2 separate regions of the Zea mays genome follow, and region 2 is linked to region 1. A link is a contact called in public Hi-C data. All regions are on one chromosome and are shown on one strand. Each heading gives the region's core, a stretch centred on a gene start, on an enhancer-like site or on the middle of the called end of the contact. The rest is flanking DNA. Distances are from core to core; before and after follow the strand shown. Region 1 has its middle 44 kb from the start of LOC103630966. Region 2 holds the start of LOC100273398 (glycine/proline-rich family protein).

What was found. Hi-C and Micro-C count contacts between places; a contact is called where the count stands out from the background.
Region 2: a Hi-C map of bundle sheath shows a contact between it and region 1, with 4 times the contacts expected there. The contact joins the promoter of LOC100273398 here to the enhancer-like site in region 1. A contact is called at or near these places in 4 of 25 Hi-C or Micro-C datasets (bundle sheath, endosperm, leaf and 1 more).

Annotation. Positions count from the first base shown.
Region 1 is chr6:37,757,604-37,762,129 of Zm-B73-REFERENCE-NAM-5.0, reverse strand. No RefSeq gene overlaps it. Among protein-coding and RNA genes, the nearest start is that of LOC103630966, 44 kb to the left of the region's middle. Within about 2 kb of position 2,024, at least 17 of the 20 cell types and tissues checked have an H3K27ac peak or open chromatin away from gene starts, as enhancers often do. A contact at or near this core is called in bundle sheath, leaf and tassel, where this site is marked.
Region 2 is chr6:38,068,415-38,072,940 of Zm-B73-REFERENCE-NAM-5.0, reverse strand. It overlaps LOC100273398 (glycine/proline-rich family protein), which reads left to right and starts at 1,810. Exons shown (of 3, transcript NM_001147835.1): 1 at 1,810-2,113. LOC100283877 (glycine-rich protein A3) reads left to right here. Exons shown (of 3, transcript NM_001156775.3): 3 at 186-737. The coding sequence ends at 496.

The sequences.
Region 1 (4,526 bases), core at 775-3,274:
GGATTCTTTATTTGAATTTTAAGCTAGACCTTTAGAGTATATAATAGATGTTCTCTATTAAGGTAAAGAAAACATTGTTAATAAGAGAACACCTTTTATTTTTTGTTTCAGCCGTTTTAAAAAATAAAATCATAATGTCGTGGAAACTCGAGATGCACAAAAGTGGTGTGTGGCACATCACCCGCGCAGCACTCTTGTCTCCACTCTCCACCAAAAAGCTACTGCTACTCGTAGCAATACATACAGATAGACAAGGAGTACATAAACATAACAATACACCAAACATGAGAAGACAACTGTGTGATAATATTCTATGCGTCGCTACAAAATCATAGGTTCGAGAACGACTAAATTCAGAGTTATAGTAAAAAAAGATATGGTTTTCAAGTGTTTTAGGTGATTAAGCAATAAACTGTTATTATAAATTATGTGAGAGAGGTTAAAGAAATAACTAATTCAGCCTTAATCTAAATCAAAACTTGATTAAGGTCATACTTTAATCAGTTTATAATCGTGGACAGATTACCTTGGATTATAAAGGTTAATTTACTATACTTAATTATAAAGGTATGTGATATAACAAAATAATGTTCGCTACTGCGCAAAAAAATTTATCATGAAACTAACACAACTTAAATGGGTCAAAAAGGAGCTAAAGTGAATTAGTTATGCATTTCCTAAGGTTTTTAGAATTACTATTTCATTAAAAATCATTTTCGAAGTAATTTTATCAATACCTAGGAATTTATGGACAGTGACCACAATTTCTTTGCAATCTAGGGTCTACTTTGTAAATTTTAGGACCTGGCTGTAATGTTCCGGGCACTACCGTGGATCGTGGGTTGGTTCTATGGAAGCCCATGGGCTCATATGCAAAGTTGCCTGGCGGGTATCGGTCAATATGAACCGCCCAGATCAGATCGACGGCCAAGATCATAACTCCATAAATCCGAACGGGTACGCGATGATGCCCCTCGGATCCAAATCCCATGGCCCAGATCTTAAGTCATCATCATTAAATCTCGCTCGCACCCACGTCGATCAACGACCCAGATTAAATCTCCCATAGGGCCCAACCAGTTCGTTAGCTTAACCGTCGGATCAAGATCATACGGTCCACGCATCCCCAGCTGAAACGTTATTTCATATTCTAATCTGACCCTCCATCTGAAATCCAATGGACATGTTTTCCCCTAGCCAAACTGTTTCGCCGATCAAATCTTCGCCGTCCGAGATGGATCCAACGGCTAAGGCCGTTTCTCCCCCAACGCAACGCCAGCCCACGACGGTGCAACAGGGCCATGGCGACGACGCACCAGCGCAAAGCGTTCTAGGCGCTCGAAGCACTATCATCTAATTAAAGCGGTGCAACATGTAGAGGAGCAGCTAGCGAACTTATTCGAAGTTACTCACCGGTGGAGAAGGTGTCGAAGGAGCTCGGCCACGGTAGGAAGCGGACGACATTGAAGGAAGAGGTCCGGTGAGCGATTTAGGTGAGTCGGAGTACAATTCCGCCCAGGTGTTGCTACGACGAGCTTCAACATGCCCCGACGATCGCCCATGACCAACTATTGTACCCCGAGCGTCGTTGTAGGCGGGCGCCCCGTCGGCGGATTTCTGCCCTTCCCACCATGTGTTCTGCTCGGCGACTGGGATCCCCGAGTGAGCTATGACCACGAGGTACGGTGAGGCGTGTGTGGTATGCGGCCTTTATACCCGCAGGAGGATCCTAACAACCCCCACCCGATCCCAACGATCTCGGCGATGGCTACGGGACGTAACAATTCCGAGCTATAAAATACATGCGCGCGCGGGATAAAGCCCCTAGTGATATTCCCCCATATGGCGACGATGTTTTCGAATCGAATGACCCAGGCTGGTGGGACCGGGTCACTAGCCATGGAACCTGGCGATGACCATGATTCCGAGTCGTCCAAGCGGAAGGAAGGAGATAGATCTTACGATTAGGGCCCAAGGGTCAGTGACCGAACGCGGGTGGGACGGTGTCCTGGATAGTGGGGTCATCCGGTCAGTCTCTGTGGGGGAGGGGAACACACGCGCAGTCGATCCGGCGTGGAAAAGGAAGGGTGGGCCGAGGCGTGGAGAAATTTGGCCCACATTTTCTTTTCTTTTTTATTTTATTTTCTGGTTTCTATTCTATTTCAATTCCAAATTTAAACATTAGTTCTAGTTCCAATTTTAAACTCAATGCACAATCAAAATCTCCAGCATGCCAATGCAAAGTTTTTTCTTTATTTATTTGTTATCTTATTATTTTCCTTCTCTTAACAACTGTTTTTAATATGAAATTAGTATTCACAAAAATACTATTTTAAGAAAACTATATCTAATATATCATCTTAAATATCTTAGTGAATAACAAAATAATTTTATTTGTGTAAATATCTCTTATTTATTCCCATGTTTTCTCTTCTAATCCAAATCCTTTCTTCGCAGAATTTTCTAAACTACCAAAACATGATTTTAGGTGTTAAGTGAACTTTGAACCCAAACTGGAATTAAAATTCAAAATAGAAATCTGAATTTTGATTATGAAAGGGAAATATAAAAGAAAGCAAAAAAGAAATGAAAAAAACAAATCGCTTATGCCAAGTTGGCTCATCTCTGGCCTAGCCCCCCTCCCCCCGCTCTTAGGCCACCGCGGCCCAACTCCACCTCACGCGCGTCCTGGCTCTGACACGTTTGGCCCGCACGCCAGCCACGCTCCGCGCTCGTGTATCCTCCCTTGCTCGCTGATATGTGGGCCCTTGCGGACAGACCGTCCTCTTGTCAGTCGCAGTGCTCCCGCAAGATTCACTCGATGACACGTGAGGACCACCGTTCGGACTCCCCGTGGCGTGTGCATGGCCGTATCACCTACACATGGGGCCCCCTCACCAGACTCATCTCCCTCGCGCGTAACAACCTCACCGTATTCGCCGCCATAACAACCCGGAGGATAATTGTGGCCATGTTACTGTCACACCCGGTTTTAGAAGGCAAACCGAATGCGAACCATGTACGTGCCAGGATCAGTTATTCACGTACACAGCAGTTACATAACATGGACATCATCACAGTGCTCAAAATAGTATTAAGAAGGGAAATAGTCGATTACATCATACGTCTGAGACGTCCATATAGTCCTTACAATAAATCAAAGTGCGGAAAAGAAACGTAGATAACCGCGGCCTTCATAGGCAGCCGACTGGGGGTTGCCGCTAACCCACACCTAGAACTCGTCGTAGTCTTGGAACTCCTGGAAGTCTCCTTCCACAGCTTCATCTTCGCCTGAGCAGTGGTTGCAATGCTGACAACCTGGGGATGGGGGGGGTTTGGTGTGTAGAGCAAGGGTGAGTACACATTAATATACTCAGCAAGTATCCTGTTTGGCTGTAGTGGACTAGCTGTATGTGGGGATAAGTCAAGCAGTTGCTTTTAGTTGGTCAGATTATTACTTACTAGTAGAAAGCCAAGTTTTAGCATTAACCCAAGTTATTAACCCAAACGTACTCCTTTCCAAACGGAAAGAGTACCACTTACCAGCACCATAGTCATAACCAAAACCATCAATCTCATAACCACCTGTACCAAAGTATCTCTGATCAAGTACCACTAATCACTGGAGCTCCCTTGGCCGTTCATAACCGCGAGCACGGCTGATATATCAGTTTTCAAACACTCTGCAGAGGTTGTGCACTTTACCCACAAGCCGTGATTCCCATTCTGCCCGGAGATCATGACTCTCCATTGATCACTACCAAGGTGACCCAGCAGGGCATCACTACGTAGCCTTTACAAAGATTCCCCGGGGCTGTAGCCACCCGTTAGGTTTCCTAAATGCACCGCACTCCTCCCCAATGGGCGAACCCAAACTTGGCGGAGCGAGCCGCATACACCGAGCCCCATTGACGGCACGACGGCTAAGTGAACTACACCCCGGATCCTCTAATTATTCAGCTAAGGGAATCCCATTCCACCCTCATGGTTGCACTGTTTTCCCGGACGGTCATCCATAGAACAGGTCCTTACGGAGAGGCACTCGAGGAACCGCTCGAGCCCCCTTGATGACCACAAGTACCACATCGTAATAAGAGAAGGGAAAACAGCGTATCATAGATAATCTCATCATGTTCATTGATTAGAGTTTGAGCAATAGCATAAAGCTAAACAATAATAATCCAACCCAAATAGGTAAACAAGGACATGGATCACAAAAGCTAGTCAATCCTTAGGCATAAATGTGTAAAACAGGAGGTGAATTAAATAATGAATAGGACAGAGATAGGTCAAAGGACACTTGCCTCCACCAACCGACTGCTGCTCAGGGGCTTCTCCTGCGGGTTCCTCGGGCTCTTCAACCGGATCGTTCTCTAAGCGGGTGCAAACATACATACATCCATCCATTGAAATTAGGAAACCAACAGTACACCATACAAGAGAACAAGTAAAGCAAATATGCATAGAATACCACATACGATAATGGATTTACCTTGGTTAGAAAGAAACGAGGGAAGGTTTCGCAG
Region 2 (4,526 bases), core at 561-3,060, 310 kb before region 1:
TGGCTTGCTTGCTTTGTTATATTGCTTATATATTACATTTTATTGTCCAGATTTAGAATTGTACTAAACCAACATTTACATATACATTCTGTAGCTGTAATGTTGGAAATTGGTATTTCTGTTCTGTTGATCCAGTAAAATATTGAAGCTCATTCCATGCTAACTGATGCTTCTTGTGATTCCAGGTTATGGGAGCAGCCACGGCGGGGGCCACGGGGGCCACATGGGGACGGGGGCAATGCTAGCGGGAGGTGCTGCCGCGGCCGCTGCCGCTTATGGAGCACACAAGCTTTCTCATGGCCATAGCGGACACGGTGGACATGGGGCCTTTGGAGGCTATGGTCACGGTGGTTACGGCCACGGGTATGGTGGCCACGGCAAGTTCAAGCATGGTCACGGCCACCACGGCAAGTTCAAGCACGGGCACGGCAAGTTCAAGCATGGCAAGCACGGGCACGGCATGTTCGGCGGCGGCAAGTTCAAGAAGTGGAAGTGATGTGCCCTCCATGGTTGATCGTAGCTGAACTCAGGCTTCCAGGACATGTGTTGCCAGTAATACCTTTTCAGCGTTACTCATCCTTCATCTGTATTTCCAGTAATCCAGCTTGTGGCGAGTGACATAATGCTAATAAGTGACATAAATAACCATTTGCTGATATGCTGTATATGTTGGTCTTGTGGATGGAGCGCTCTGAAGATTATATCCATTGCCAGTAATAAATCGTGGCTTTATCTGACCAATCGATTTCGGTACGTTGTTGCTGGTGTCTGAAAAGACGTGTTGATCTGATGACATCAACCGTTTCCCTGCTTGCCTGAGGCTCTGAGGCTGAAATAGTAGATCGAGTCATGTCTCTAAATTCTGTTCTTATAATGAAAATCATGCAGTGGGTATGAGCATAGTTTAGGTAGAGTTTGGTTCTCTAAATTCTGTTCTTATAATGAAATCATGGAGTGGGTATGAGCATAGTTTAGGTAGTGAGTATGAGCATAGTTTAGGTAGCATTTGGTTTCAGAGTCAATTGGAGTGGTTCTGTCCAGGATATTTTGAAAAGATGGTTCAATATTTAAGCATAATTTTTATTTTTTAAGTTTCATATATAATCAATTCAAACAATACTAAATTGAGGACAAAATAGCTCTATCCTATCATAATACAAACCAATCAATAATTTATAGAGAACGAAAGCTGCATCGCGCATGAAATTCATGGGAGCCATGTTCGCTGTGGTTACTACAATATTTTGTCTTTATCAATTACAATTATAGTAGTCTAAGGGTATGTTTGGTTTAGCTTTTAATTTTGGTTTTTGCTCCCTAAAAGCTAAAAGTCAAACCAAAGGATTGAATACAATAAAGAGTTTTTTTTTAAAAGCTGACTTTCTCGTAGTGCAAAATTTAAAGCACCTATAGACCTGATTTTAGTGGCTTTTGGATGGAACCGTGAAATATATATCAAAAAACATTTAACGATTTTTAATGGTTTCCACCAAACGATTTTAGCTTTTTAACAGCCCGCATCAGTTTTTTCACATGTCGTAGCTCTTCCACAGTCCATAAATCGCAGCTATGCAGCCGAACAGATGCGGCCGTTGGCCGCACTGCTGTGAGGTGTGACTTTGAGGGCAGAAGTATTTTCGTAAAATCGCTTCCCATATTGATATTGTGATGAAGCATAAATATGTTTTCTCCTAAGACAATAAATGGCACAAGAATTACATGTTTCGATCCGGGTCACTGCGCTGTAGGCCCGGCTGGTGATGTGGGGCTCGGTTCGGTTCTTCGTCGCGTTGCTTTCTTCCTTTCCTCCCCTTCCCCTCCCACGCACGCCGGTCGCCGGCACGCGCTCGCGACGCGCAAGTCGCAGGTCGCAGCAACCGTAACGCGCCCCGAGCCCGCATGGCGGCCTGACTCGGCGCCACGCGTTTGCTCCTCCGGCCACCATCCTGGCTCCTTCCTTGTCGCCGTCTCCTCGGCTATATAGCCGCCAGCCTGGGGGAAGGAGAACGGCCAAACCAGCACCCGCCGCCCACAGGAACATCGCCGCCCGAGATCGGCTGCATACCTGTTCTGCTTCTGGGCGCCGGAGTTCGCGTCGTCGGCTCGTCGTTCGGTATGCTCAACTCTCCTCCCACGTTGGTCATCTATACTATACTCCCACCTTTGTTGTCTCTCTAGTATCTATATAAATACCTTCGCATAATTCGGTTAGATTTATTGTTTTTGGTTCCACGGGTTTAGGGGTGCATCCGGTCCGGTGCGTGTAGATCGTTGGTTTTTGCTCGTCACCACGTAGTAGAGTTCTGTGGATGGTGTGTGATCTGCCGGTCTGAAGTTCGTGGCTGCACTTGTGAGGATGTTCCGAATTAACGCTCCCCTGTTTGATCGACTGTGTGATGGTGGAGGGGAAATTTACCGTGCGTACAGGATTTTTATGGGGTCAAGCAATGATTAGGGTGGATGATTAATTGTAAATTAAAATGTTTTATCGCTGTAATTTGGGTGGCCAGTAGACCCTACCTTTTTTTTGTGGGGGGTGGCCGGGTGGGGGGGTGGGGAGAGAAGTGTAGCGGTTAGGGTGAACTATTTATTATATATGATAACAAGGAGAGGAGTATAACATATGCAATCAGTTATACGTATGGCCGATGCTAGCATGTTCAAGTGATGTGCAGTAGGAAATTGGAATGATCCTCCACCGTTATACGGGTATCTTTTCAGTTTCCTACTGCATATCATTCCAACTGCCTACATCACATAACTTTTTTCATTCTCATTGAATGATGTGGCATATCAGTGATCTAGATGATGTGGTAAAACAATTAATGAAGAAAGAGATGAAATGAGTTTCATGTGATGAAGCTATGTCTACACTATTATCTAGACATATTGTCTATATATGAAATCGCACGGAAAGAAACTCTCTATTGCGAGAGACTATTTTAACAAAGATTTCATTCCTTTCTTGTTTACATGGCATCTTAGAAATACAAATATGATACCTACCCACTGAGAACCAATGAGAATAGCCTAAGGGTCTTGTGGATTTTGAAAAGGTTGTTGTGAGTTGTGGATTGTGGAAAACAAGGGCGGACTCATGGCCTAGCGAGCGTGGGCACTTGCCTAGGCTCATCCATTAGTGCAAATAGACTTATATATGTGTACCAAGCAATAAAATGCAACTAAACATAGGCAAAAACTGGGCAAGACGATATCTTTATAGTATGAGTATTATATTTTCTTAGGCTTTTGAAGATTTCTGGGTCTTCCACTCTTCCACGGGTGGAAAAGTAGCCGTGGGTTATGGAATGTGCGAAAGTTAAGAATCGTTTGGTTCAATAGTTGTGGCTTCTAAAAAACTGCCGTTAGCTTCACTCAGTGACAAGTGGACCCTGTCTGTCTTGTCTTCTTCCTCCGGATGGATCCTTGACCAAGGTCGTGCTTTCTCGCGATGGTGGACCCAAGCTCGCCTGCTGTGGCAGAGGTCATGCTCGCCCTTGGCGACCAACCGAGGTGGTGGAGCGCTAGACGAGGAGCTTGGTTGCATGAAGAATAGATGTGTGTAGGTAAAATGAATCATTATCTTCATAACTATTGGCAGTGAGTAATGGCAACGACTACTGTGCAATTAGGTCTTACTTGCACGCTTGCACGCTTGCACATGAGGCCTGATTGCACATTTCGCTTGCACATGAGGCCTGATTGCACATTAATCGTTGTCGTGAGTAATTTTACGTATTTTCCCAACTTCACAGTCAATGAAAGAAGTGGAAGTCTGTTATGAAAGTTGTACATGTATTAGCTAAAAGCTGCCTTTTGCTTTGGCTTTAGATGGGAGCCAACCTCTTTGGTTGGCTTTTTTTGCTTTTTTAAAAGCCAAAGCAGTTTGAAAAGCCTAACCAAAGGGGCCTAAGGATCGATTGCCTCGTCATGTAGTCCGTGTTGCAATGCACAATTAATTATCATCTCTTAGATCAGATAAATCATTTTTTTCTGAGTTGCAATGAGCAATTAACTACCATCTCTTAGATCAAACAAATCATTTTTTTTCTTCCTTCGGCAAGTACACAGCAATCTTCTTTTAGCTGCTCTGTTTTAGCATTCTTCTGATCCTGCAGTGGATCATGTAAGATTGGGTCAGTAGTTGTGTAAGGAGAGGGAAGTAGAAGCAAACATTCAGAGAGGGATACCTATGTTTAGCCATTATGTAGTTTATGGATAGAAAATGTTCTTACGGAGAGGGAAAGCCAGAACTTTGTTATTAATAAAGCTTCCTTCATCTAGAAAAAAAAAGCTCTCACACTATTGCATTCATCCTGTTCCAATATATACCATTCAATTTGCTCGGTACACTGCTACATCCATACTGAAGCTAGACCACTTTTGTGCCTGCATCACCTGTTCCATTACCGTGCATTCTTTTGCAGACACACTCTCCATCCCAGAATATAAAGTTTAACCATTTTTTATTCTAGTCCTATAATATAAGATGTGCTCTATCTAGACATGTATACATCGACGCAATA